Linked DNA regions of Mus musculus: all the other regions are linked to region 2. A link is a contact called in public HiChIP or PLAC-seq data. All regions are on one chromosome and are shown on one strand. Each heading gives the region's core, a stretch centred on a gene start, on an enhancer-like site or on the middle of the called end of the contact. The rest is flanking DNA. Distances are from core to core; before and after follow the strand shown.

The links. HiChIP or PLAC-seq counts read pairs in DNA pulled down with a chosen protein or histone mark.
Region 1: an H3K4me3 HiChIP or PLAC-seq map of craniofacial prominence shows a contact between it and region 2, with 4 times the contacts expected there. The contact joins the promoter of Doc2b here to the promoter of Glod4 in region 2. A contact is called at or near these places in 9 of 39 promoter capture datasets (the 3T3-L1 cell line, the C10 cell line, cranial neural crest and 6 more), 1 of 15 datasets of contacts at CTCF or cohesin (pro-B cells), 8 of 484 Hi-C or Micro-C datasets (the C2C12 cell line, the G1E-ER4 cell line, the P5424 cell line and 4 more), 12 of 115 datasets of contacts at active chromatin or transcription factors (the 230-238 cell line, bone marrow-derived macrophages, craniofacial prominence and 8 more) and 2 of 9 other capture datasets (embryonic stem cells and liver).
Region 3: an H3K4me3 HiChIP or PLAC-seq map of bone marrow-derived macrophages shows a contact between it and region 2, with 6 times the contacts expected there. The contact joins the enhancer-like site here to the promoter of Glod4 in region 2. A contact is called at or near these places in 1 of 39 promoter capture datasets (neural stem cells), 9 of 484 Hi-C or Micro-C datasets (B cells, cerebellum, cerebral cortex and 3 more), 6 of 115 datasets of contacts at active chromatin or transcription factors (bone marrow-derived macrophages, embryonic stem cells, large pre-B cells and 2 more) and 3 of 9 other capture datasets (adipose tissue, embryonic stem cells and pancreatic islet).

The regions. Positions count from the first base shown.
Region 1 is chr11:75,794,255-75,797,520 of GRCm38.p6, forward strand. It overlaps Doc2b (double C2, beta), which reads right to left and starts at 1,806. Exons shown (of 9, transcript NM_007873.3): 1 at 1,267-1,806. The coding sequence starts at 1,639. It overlaps Gm12339 (predicted gene 12339), which reads left to right and starts at 1,555. Exons shown (of 4, transcript NR_136933.1): 1 at 1,555-1,864.
Region 2 is chr11:76,241,935-76,245,005 of GRCm38.p6, forward strand. It overlaps Glod4 (glyoxalase domain containing 4), which reads right to left and starts at 1,765. Exons shown (of 9, transcript NM_026029.3): 1 at 1,621-1,765. The coding sequence starts at 1,710. It overlaps Mrm3 (mitochondrial rRNA methyltransferase 3), which reads left to right and starts at 1,802. Exons shown (of 4, transcript NM_183263.5): 1 at 1,802-2,152; 2 at 2,345-2,589. The coding sequence starts at 1,839.
Region 3 is chr11:76,653,668-76,656,708 of GRCm38.p6, forward strand. All of the region lies in intron 1 of Gm46288 (a long non-coding RNA gene), which reads left to right. Among named protein-coding and RNA genes, the nearest start is that of Bhlha9, 17 kb to the right of the region's middle. Within about 2 kb of position 1,569, at least 4 of the 459 cell types and tissues checked have an H3K27ac peak or open chromatin away from gene starts, as enhancers often do. A contact at or near this core is called in bone marrow-derived macrophages, where this site is marked.

The DNA.
Region 1 (3,266 bases), core at 556-3,055, 450 kb before region 2:
AGTAAATCCAGGGCGCAGCTCTGAAGATTTTAATAAATTCAGCCCACCTAGTTTCCCTCAACCTGCAGGACAGCAGAGGGCAAGGCCTGCTCCCCAGCCTTTATGCTTGTGGGTAGGTTCTCCATATGCCCTGAGTTAGGGGGTCCAGGTCTAGAACGCACACAAAAGGCAGTGTTCCAGCTCAGGCTTGATCCACCTCTGTTGATGGGCTCTCTAAAGTGAACAGTGGAGTCTGTTCCCAGGGTGACACTGTGAACTCCCATCCTTAGCGTCCAGAGGCACATGGTATGCTGGGGAACAGTCAGCCCCTAGCCCAGAGGCCCTGGGGAACGCCCAGACAAGGCATAACTACCAATGTTGCACGGAGGAGGGGCTGCTTTTGCCTTGGGCAAGCTGGGATGGGTCCCCCCAATCCCATGGGCCCATGGCATCTATGACTAGGTTCTGAGGCTGGCTTTGTTTTTTTTTTTTTTTCTAAGTGAAACAGGGTGACAGCTGGGCTGGGGCCCTTCCATGTAGTCACCCCAGCCGCAGCCACAGCCCTCAGCAAATTCACGGGACAGGTGATGTGACTTCTTCCCTCCTTGGCTTCCTGGATGGTCCCTGGTGGGCAGGGTTAGGCATCCTCAGGGACCACACAAGCCACCAGGAGAGGTCCTGGCCTGGCTCGGGAGACCCTGGTGTCTGTTGTCTCCCTGGGGCTGAGTCCGAGAGGAGGGGGCGCGGCTGGGGACCCTCCTGACCGGGGAAGCCGGCGTAACAGGTGGGCGAAGGTCCACGGCCAGGGCCGGCGGGGTCCGCAGATGCGGGAGGAGGAACCGCCAAGGTTTTTCCAAAGGACAAGCGGCCCCGCGGTCCTGGTTCTCGGCCCGCGCACCAGCAGAGCCGTGGCGCGGTGCGGGCCGCCGGGCCCGCCCCAGCTACCGCAGGGTCCCCAGCTCTCCGGGTGGACACCCCGGGACAGCCCGCACAGGGCTCTGGGGCCTGGCGCAACCGCGCGGCCCGCAGCAACTGGTGTCTCTCCGGGGCGCAGCTCCGCCCTTCCCGGGAACAAAAGCCGCCGCCCGCGCAGGAGCTCCTGGCGCGCGGGCCGAGAAGGGGTGCGGGGCGCGCCTCGGGGAGCGGAGGCCTGGAAACGGGGCGCCCCAGAGGACGCCCCCAAACTTCCCAGCTCTCCCGTGCGGTTGTTCCGGGCGGCGGCGGCGCTTGCCCTGCGGGGACCCGGGTGCGGGGAGGGGGCGAGCGGCCGGCGACTGGGAAACTTACTGCAGTCGTCTGACTCGTAGCCGTCGACGTCCGGCTCGTCCTCGGGGGGCTTGGCGGGCGGCCTCGCGGGGCTGGGGCCGGGGCTGGGGCCTGGGCTGGCTCCGTAGGCTCCGAAGAGCTGGTCCACATCTTCGTCGTCGTCGCGGGCGCCGTCGGAGGGGCTGCGGGGGCTGGCGCTGGCTGCGGGAGAGCGCGCGGGGGCGTCCGGGGGCGCGGGGGCGCGGGGCGCGGCGGTAGGGGGGAGGCCCCGCGGGAAGCGGGGAAAATAATCGGAGATCTGCTTGATAGGCCGAATGGGGCCGGGACACACGTCGATGGCCATATGCTCCTGGATGCTGATGGTCGCCTTCTCCCCGCGCCGCCGGAGGGTCATGCAGGCAGCGCCGCGGCGCGCGGCCCGGCCCGGCCCGGTGTGACCCCGGCCCGGGGGCAAGTCAGCGGGTCCCGCGGGGCGCTGCGGGGGCTGCGGTCATCGCCAGCGTGGCCCCCGGACGGCCCTGACGCGGCTGCTGCCTGCTCGGCGGCGGCCGGTGCGAGTGAGTGCGGGGCCGGCAGCAGGGGGCGGGCCCAGCCCGCGTCACCCGGCAGCAACCAAGCGGTGAGTGTGCGGGCTGCGCGCGCGGGCGGGCGGGCTGGCGGGCACGGAGAGAGCGAGGGAGCGAGCGAGCCAGGAGAGCAACCACTTCCTCGCGCTCACACGGCGCGCTCACACACGCGGGAGACGCGCAGGGCCACTCGGAGCCTTTGCCTCACTTAGGCTCGCAGACTGGGTGCCAGCCCATGAGGGGCTGCATTCCACTCTCGTGCAGACACACACAGACACACAAATGTGTGTAGAGACACTCAGTGGAAAAGATCACCCATTCCGGGCTCCAGGCTACAGACACATGCACTGGTGGATGCTAAGGCATGGTGCACCTCCCCAGCATGCAAAATACATACAAGAGACACATGTTCGCAAGGATGCCCAGGGCAGTCTTCCGTGCTGGGCTCAACTCACAGAACCCATAATAGCCATAGAAGCCATTTGGGGATGTGGATAGGAACTCCTCAAAAAATCCCCTCCTTTGTAGAGGCAGGTAGGTAGGCCACAGGATTACCCTGCCAGGGAACAGGCTGTTTACTTCCTAGCAGGACAAGTGTACCCTGGGCTGTCCCAGGACACTGCTGGGACAGTCTGCTTACTTCCTCTCAGGTCACATGTAAACAGGAGCGTCTATGACCTGGGCCAGACTCCTCACTCAGTCCCTGAGTGGCTTAAAAGACCCAGAAGAACAGGCTGGGTGAGAACTTGGACCGGGGCATGGTCAGGATGGACAGAGGGAAGCAGGCCAGGCCAGGGATCTCCTGGGGTGATGACTGAGTTCAGGTGTAAAGGCAAGGTGCTGCCTGGCCCACACTTGTGCCTCCCATGCCAGGCAAATCCCTGCCGCAGTTCAGGGAACAGCTGTGCTGGGAGCAGGCTGCTGCGTGTGCAGATGCATCTCCAGTAAGCCCTGGGCCGGCGAGGATGGAACCCTGTTTACTCTGGTTTTCACTGACGCGTGGGAGAGGCTTATCATTTTTGGCTGTGTCCCTCTTTTGTCAAGGTTCTCAACCCATGGGCTGTGACCCCTTGGCGGACTGTCGATTTCGACCATGGGAAAACACAGAGATTTACATGGCAATTTATAACAGTAGGAAACTTACGCTTATGAAGTGGCAATGAAAATAATTTTACGGTTGGGAGTTGCCACAACACAAGGAACTGTATTGAAGGGTCGCAGCATTAGGAAGGTTGAGACCCACTGCCCTACTGAGTCTAATATGAGAGTGTCAACCCAGAACAGGCTGGGTGAGGACTTGGACTGGGGCATGGTCAGGATGAACAGAGGGAAGCAGGCCAGGACAGGGATCTCCTGGGATGATGACTGATGCAAGGTGAGGGCTGGAGCTAGGAGAGGAGAGGGCCTTCCCTGTTGCTCTCAGTTGCATCATTCAGGTGGGGTCATTGGAGCCCC
Region 2 (3,071 bases), core at 515-3,014:
AATACCATCTTAAAGATATATTCCTACAGCACAGCTCTGGTGGTATCACAGGCTCCCCTTTACTTTAGCATAAAATCCAAATTGCTTTGCATGCATAGCATTCAAGACAACACCAGAGACGAACCCAACCTGTACCTTCTCACACCCCAATCTCTTCACCTAGCCAAATGCACATAAAATCAGTGTCATTTTCCAAATATCTCCACATCACCTATCCAGGCCTTCTTGAATAACTTTCCCCTCTAACCCTGGTACGTGGAAATGTTCCTTTTCAGGGTCAATTTATGCAAGGTTCTCATGAATTATTTCCTGAGAGCCTAGGTTGGTAAATCTCTCCTTTTGCATTTTTAACATAAAAGTAGCTATTACTTTACAGAACACAAACTACCTGTGAGTCAGTTACCACCTAAAAGGTAACATGTTTAATCTTAACAACAATCTTTTGATCAATGAAGAAATAGAATAATGACATGTAGTATCACTAAACTCTGACTGGTAGGTATAAATCTAATATTTCCTACATCATGTGCTCTAATTGGGAACAAATGCCAGAGTCATTTAGTCTATACCTAACCTTACCATGGTACCTTCAAACACCAGGAGTGTGTGTGTGTGTGTGTGTGTGTGTCTATCTGCCTGCCTGCCACAGGTCAGATTCCCTGGGAGTTGTAGTTACAGATGGTTGTGAGCCATCCAACACCTGGAACCCATCTTACACCCTCTGGAAGAAGAGCAATCATTCTTAAAAGTTGAGCCATGTCTCCAGCCCCTACACAGCAGATATTTTTATGACTAACCTGTGTTGACTGATTTGTGCAACTTCCTTTACAGTCCTTACCTCCTGTACCATCTCTACACCCAGCTAGACTTGGACTGCTACAAGTCTGTTAAAAATAAATAAATAAATTCTGCACTGGTGTGCTCCTACCTCCCTGGCTTACCAAAGAGCTCAATAAACCTTTCCGCTACACTTTCAGCTAAGTGACCCCCTTAGAATCACAGCTTCTCAGACTGTTTCCAGGTACTAGGAAGGCGACTTGATTCTGACCTCATACTTACATCTGGGCTGTTTAGAACAGAGCCACAGATCATGAGCACCTACGAAAGAGACCGTTCAAACTTGCTCGGACAGGGCTTGTTCGCGGAATCCGATGGCGGAGTGCTTGTTTAGCATGCGCAAAGCCATGGGTCCCCCTCCCAGAGCCTAAATTTCAAATCCGCAGCTCTGATGGAAGCCGAAATTTGCTGATCACACCCAAACCTTTCAAACCAGGAGACCGCTCTGTCGTGAACTGGAAGGGGCTTTTTAAAATAACGTTTTGCCTATCAACGCTCCTTCACTATAGACAGCAGGCTCCCCAAGCCAGGAGTGTAAAAAATATTTGAGAAGGGCTGTAGGTGAACGTGCGTAGACAACACAGCTGGTAGGTGAGTCCCCTTTCAAAGGCTTCCCAACCCGAAAGAGGGGGGCTCGCAAAAGCTGAAAACACCGGCGTGGCAACGCGGAGTCTAGGGCCTGGCGGCTGGGGTGGCCGCGCGCCCACGGCGTCTTCCCTCCCCTGGTGCGGCCCGGCCGCCCATCGGGGTCTCGCGCTAGCCCCGCTCGGTCCCGGTCTGCACCTGCATCCCCAGGACATCTCGAAAGAAATGCACTGTCTGGAAGCGGTTCTTCACTTTGAAAACGAAGTGCAGAGCTCGACGAGTGGCCATGGCTCCCAACACGAAAACCGAGTTCCAGGCAGAGGGACACCCCGCCCACCAAACCGGGAAGGATCGTCGGGTGACGTCACTAACACTCGACCGCGCGCTCGGGTGAGGTAGCGCGCGCCAGGGGAAAGATGGCAGCGCCGGCGAAGGGCATGTGGTGCTCCCTGGGATCATTGCTGCGGGTGGTCCAGACTCGGGACCTCAACGCTCGGCGCTGGGTCCGGGCGCTGCGGCGTAGCCCGGTGAGAGTGTTGTCTCCCTCGGGACAGGTGGAGGAACGGAAGCGCGCTCCTGACCAGCAGCCTCGCAAGGCGGTCCCTAAGGCCAGTTCCCAGGGACAGCGACAGAAACAGCCTCTTGAGACATCCCCATCCCAGACCCCTCACACCTGGGAAGAGGCAGGGCTTCGCTACGATAAGGCCTTTCCCGGGGACAGGAGGCTAAGGTGATATGTTTTTGAGACTTGTCATCTGCTCCCGTTTCTTTTCTTGCTTCACTGTGAAGCTTCTGGCTCTTACTGTTTCGACGGTGCAAAATAAATGTCGTCTTTTGAGGCTTGTGCGTGTCTGTTAGAACTTCATGTATCCCTCCATGCCAAGAGCGTTGATAATCATCCCCTCTCTGTTTGCACCCACAGCAGTGTGATGACAATAGTTAAGTCCAGGCCTTTTCGGGAAAAGCAAGGGAAGATCCTACTGGAAGGTCGCAGGCTGATTGCAGATGCTCTCAAGGCTGGAGCTGTGCCCAAAGCGTTCTTTTTTAGCCGTCTGGAGTACGTCAAGGAGTTGCCGGTAGACAAGCTGAAAGACGTCAGCCTCATTAAGGTGAAATTTGAGGACATCAAGGATTGGTCAGACCTAGTAACGCCACAAGGAATAATGGGTCAGTGATATACAGTGTGCCAATATCTGGGATTTCTATTTCATACAAGTGTAGTATCCTAGACTTTCTTGTTCATACTTGTCTTAAGGTAACGAATTTTATTTAAATCAAGTTTAAATTTTTATTGACTAACGTCTAAAAAGAAATAGGACTTCTCAGGCCTCTATGTTTTGATGGTATTTTACTGGCAACTGAACCAATTTCTCATTCATACTTAATTGTGGGGCTTTTGCTTGTTTTTGACAATTGTAGTTCAGGCAGGCTTCACATTCTGTATGTAGCTATGGATAGCTTCGACCCCTGACATTCCTGTTTGCACCTCCTTCCTGCTGAGGAGGCATGAAAAAAAAAAAAAAAGCCCAGTTGTTGTTTGTTTGTTTGTTTTATGGAATGTTAAAAACATTTTATGAGCCAGGAGTAATGCAAGCCTTTAAAATTCCAGAATTTGGAAGGCAGAGGCAGGCAGATTTCTGAGTTTGAGG
Region 3 (3,041 bases), core at 319-2,818, 410 kb after region 2:
GCACGTTCTCTCTTTCAACCATGATGGTTCCAGGTATGCAGGCTTGATGGCACCTTACCATCTTGCTGGTCCTATATTTCCTTTTTTTTTTTTAAGGAATTTTTTCTTTAAATTTATTTATTTTATGTATGTGGTGGCCAAAGTGGGATATAGGTTTTAGTAAGTTATAATTCAGGAATATCAGAGGGGACAGAGTGTTAGCTGTGGGGAGGTTTCTGGAAGTGCTTAGCCATTGTTTAAGGCATATTAAAATAAAAGGCTGTCTGTGTGTGTGTGTGTGTGTGTATGTGTGTGTGTGTGTGTGTGTGTGTGTGTGTGTGTGTGTGCCTTTCATTCATGAATCCATAACATTGGGGCAGTAGCAAGAAGTGCATGTGCACCTGCTGGGGAGTTTAGAGCAGATTAAAATATTACCACTACAAATATAATTATGACAACTATGCAAATTATAAGGTAATGATATATACTTATAATGTCCAGTCCATTATATTTGGCATTTTAGAGAAAGTATTTCATCAGGGCACCATGTTGGTGCCTGGTATCCAAAGGGGCTAAAAGAAGGCATCAGATCCCCTGGAACTGGGGTTGCAGATGGTTGTGAACTGCCTTGTGGGTGCTGAGAATCAAACTCAGGTCCCCTCTAGAAGAGCAGCAAGTGCTTTTAACTGCTGAGCCCCTACACCCCCCCCCCCCCAGTCCTACTCCCCAGCCCTCTGTGATAGGATCTTGCTATAAAGCTTAGACTGGCCTCAAACTCTGTTTGTGACCCACGGTGGTTTTGAACTTGTGATTCTCCTGCTTCAGCCTCCTGAGTGCTGGGATTAGAAGAATGGATCACCATACAATATTTGCCTTTTCTGTTTGCTTGGATATTTTTGCTTTTATAAGAGGTAGTTTCTTGTCATGTAGCTTAGGTTCAAAATCTTCTTGCCTCAGCGTCTGGAACACAGGACTACTGGGATTACAGTTATGAGCCACCTCACTTAGTATGATATTTAATATGCAAAACTATGCTGCAGAGGCTGGGCATGTAATGACACAGTGCTTTCCTACTATAGCGCACGTGCACACACACACACACACACACACACACACACACACACACACACTATTTAAAAATGGGCAAGAATCAGGATTTGATTAACTGCACCACAACCAAACAGGAAGATAGCTCAAGGGGTAAAGGCACTTGCTTGAAAGCCAGATGAACTGAGTTTGATCCCTAGTATGGTCATGATGGAGAAAGAATCAATTCCTGCCAATCCTCTGACCTTTACACATTCAGTGTGGCATTCTTTCACACACATGCGTGCACACACAATAAATAAAGGTATGTAATAAAACTCCAAAACTACATCCTCCCCCTCAAAAAAAAAAAAAACCCTTTTAAAGATATTGGGAAGGGAGGGCTTCTAGGAGGAATTGGAGGAGCCCTCACCGCAGCAGCAGGAGCTCGGCGACTTGGGAGAATAAACTTGTGCGTTTGCTGTAACCTCAGAGACAACATAAGCCCCAAAGCCTGTGTTTGCACATAAATTGTCTCTCTCTTTAAAGTTCCATATCATGACCAGCAGAGGGTGGAAGCGAGCCATCTAAATTCTCTTTTGCCTCTCCAAAGTATTCTTTTCAAAGTTCAGTCTTAGGAGTGAAAATTTTCCAAGTTACCCGTGTTTAAAGGGTGAATCAACCCAAATGACAGCCCCCAAAAGGAAGAACTGACTCTTGCTTAGATCGCATTCTGTGCTTCGTCCACACACCCAGGAACAACGGAAAAAGGAGAGGACTTTCTGTTGGGTGCAGATACGCTAATGTGGCTCAGCCACACCAAGTCTGCTGAGTTTTAGACTTTGCTGGATGGCGTCTGCTTGGCTCTGAGGCTAAGCTGTCCTTCCTTCCTTCCTTCCTTCCTTCCTTCCTTCCTTCCTTCCTTCCTTCCTTCCTTTCTTCCTCCCTCCCTCCCTCCCTTCCTTCCTTTTCTTTCTTTCCTTCCTTTTTTTTTTTTTTTTTTTTTTTTTTTTGCATGCGGCTTACAACCCCCACCCCCATCGGGACTGCTGACTTTAAAGGTGTTCGTGCCACCATGCTTCTTTGTATTCCTGACTGATTGCAACAAGTTAACTACGGAAGTATCTATATTGGAACATTTGTGGAGGAACAGACAGACCCAGAGAACAAGTCGGGATTGGGGCTGCTAGTCTTTGTTGGCCATAGGCTGGGCAGAATGGGCAGTGGGGGCGGTGCAGGAATTATATACTTGAGTACTTCATTCTGTATATGGCTGCTTAAAATCTTTTCACTGAGATGGGTGTGGTGGTGCAAGCTATTAACTCCAGGGTTACAGAGGCAGAAGCGGGTGGGTATCTGTGAGTTTGAGGCCAGCCTGGTGTGTATAGCAAGTTCCAGGCCAACCAAGGCTGCATAGCAAGGTCCTGTCTCCACCCCTCACCCCATGTGCATGCCTCAAATTTTTTCTGTTCACCACCTTTTTTTTCATCCTAGAAAATTTTATTCAACCTTGAGTATATAAGTACGTAAAAGTATACACACCAAATGTTTGAAAAGAAAACTGTTTTTAAATCATTCTTTAGTGTATAATTAATTTTTACATTCAATTTCTTTAATAATGCATTACTTATTATTTTATGTGTCTGAGTTTTGACTACATGTATGTCTATGAACCATGTTCATGCCTATTACTCACAAAGGTCAGACGAGGGTGTCAGATCCCCTGAAATTGGAGTTGAAGACAGTTCTAGGGCCTCTGGAAGAGCAGCAAGGGGTCCTAACCACTGAGCAATCTCCCCAGCCTCTCCTTTTCCTTGATTAATAAACTATATACCAGAGACAGGCAAAACACCCATACATGTAAAATAAAAAATGAAGGAGAAACTTGAAGGTAGTAGAAAACAAAACTGCATAAGGAGATGGAAGGGTTTATTTTTATGTGTATGCATATGTTCATGGATGTGTGTGTGTGTGTGTGTGTGTGTGTGTGTGTGTGCATTAAGACCAGGGGTCAAGTGGTACACAAGTGTGTTAAT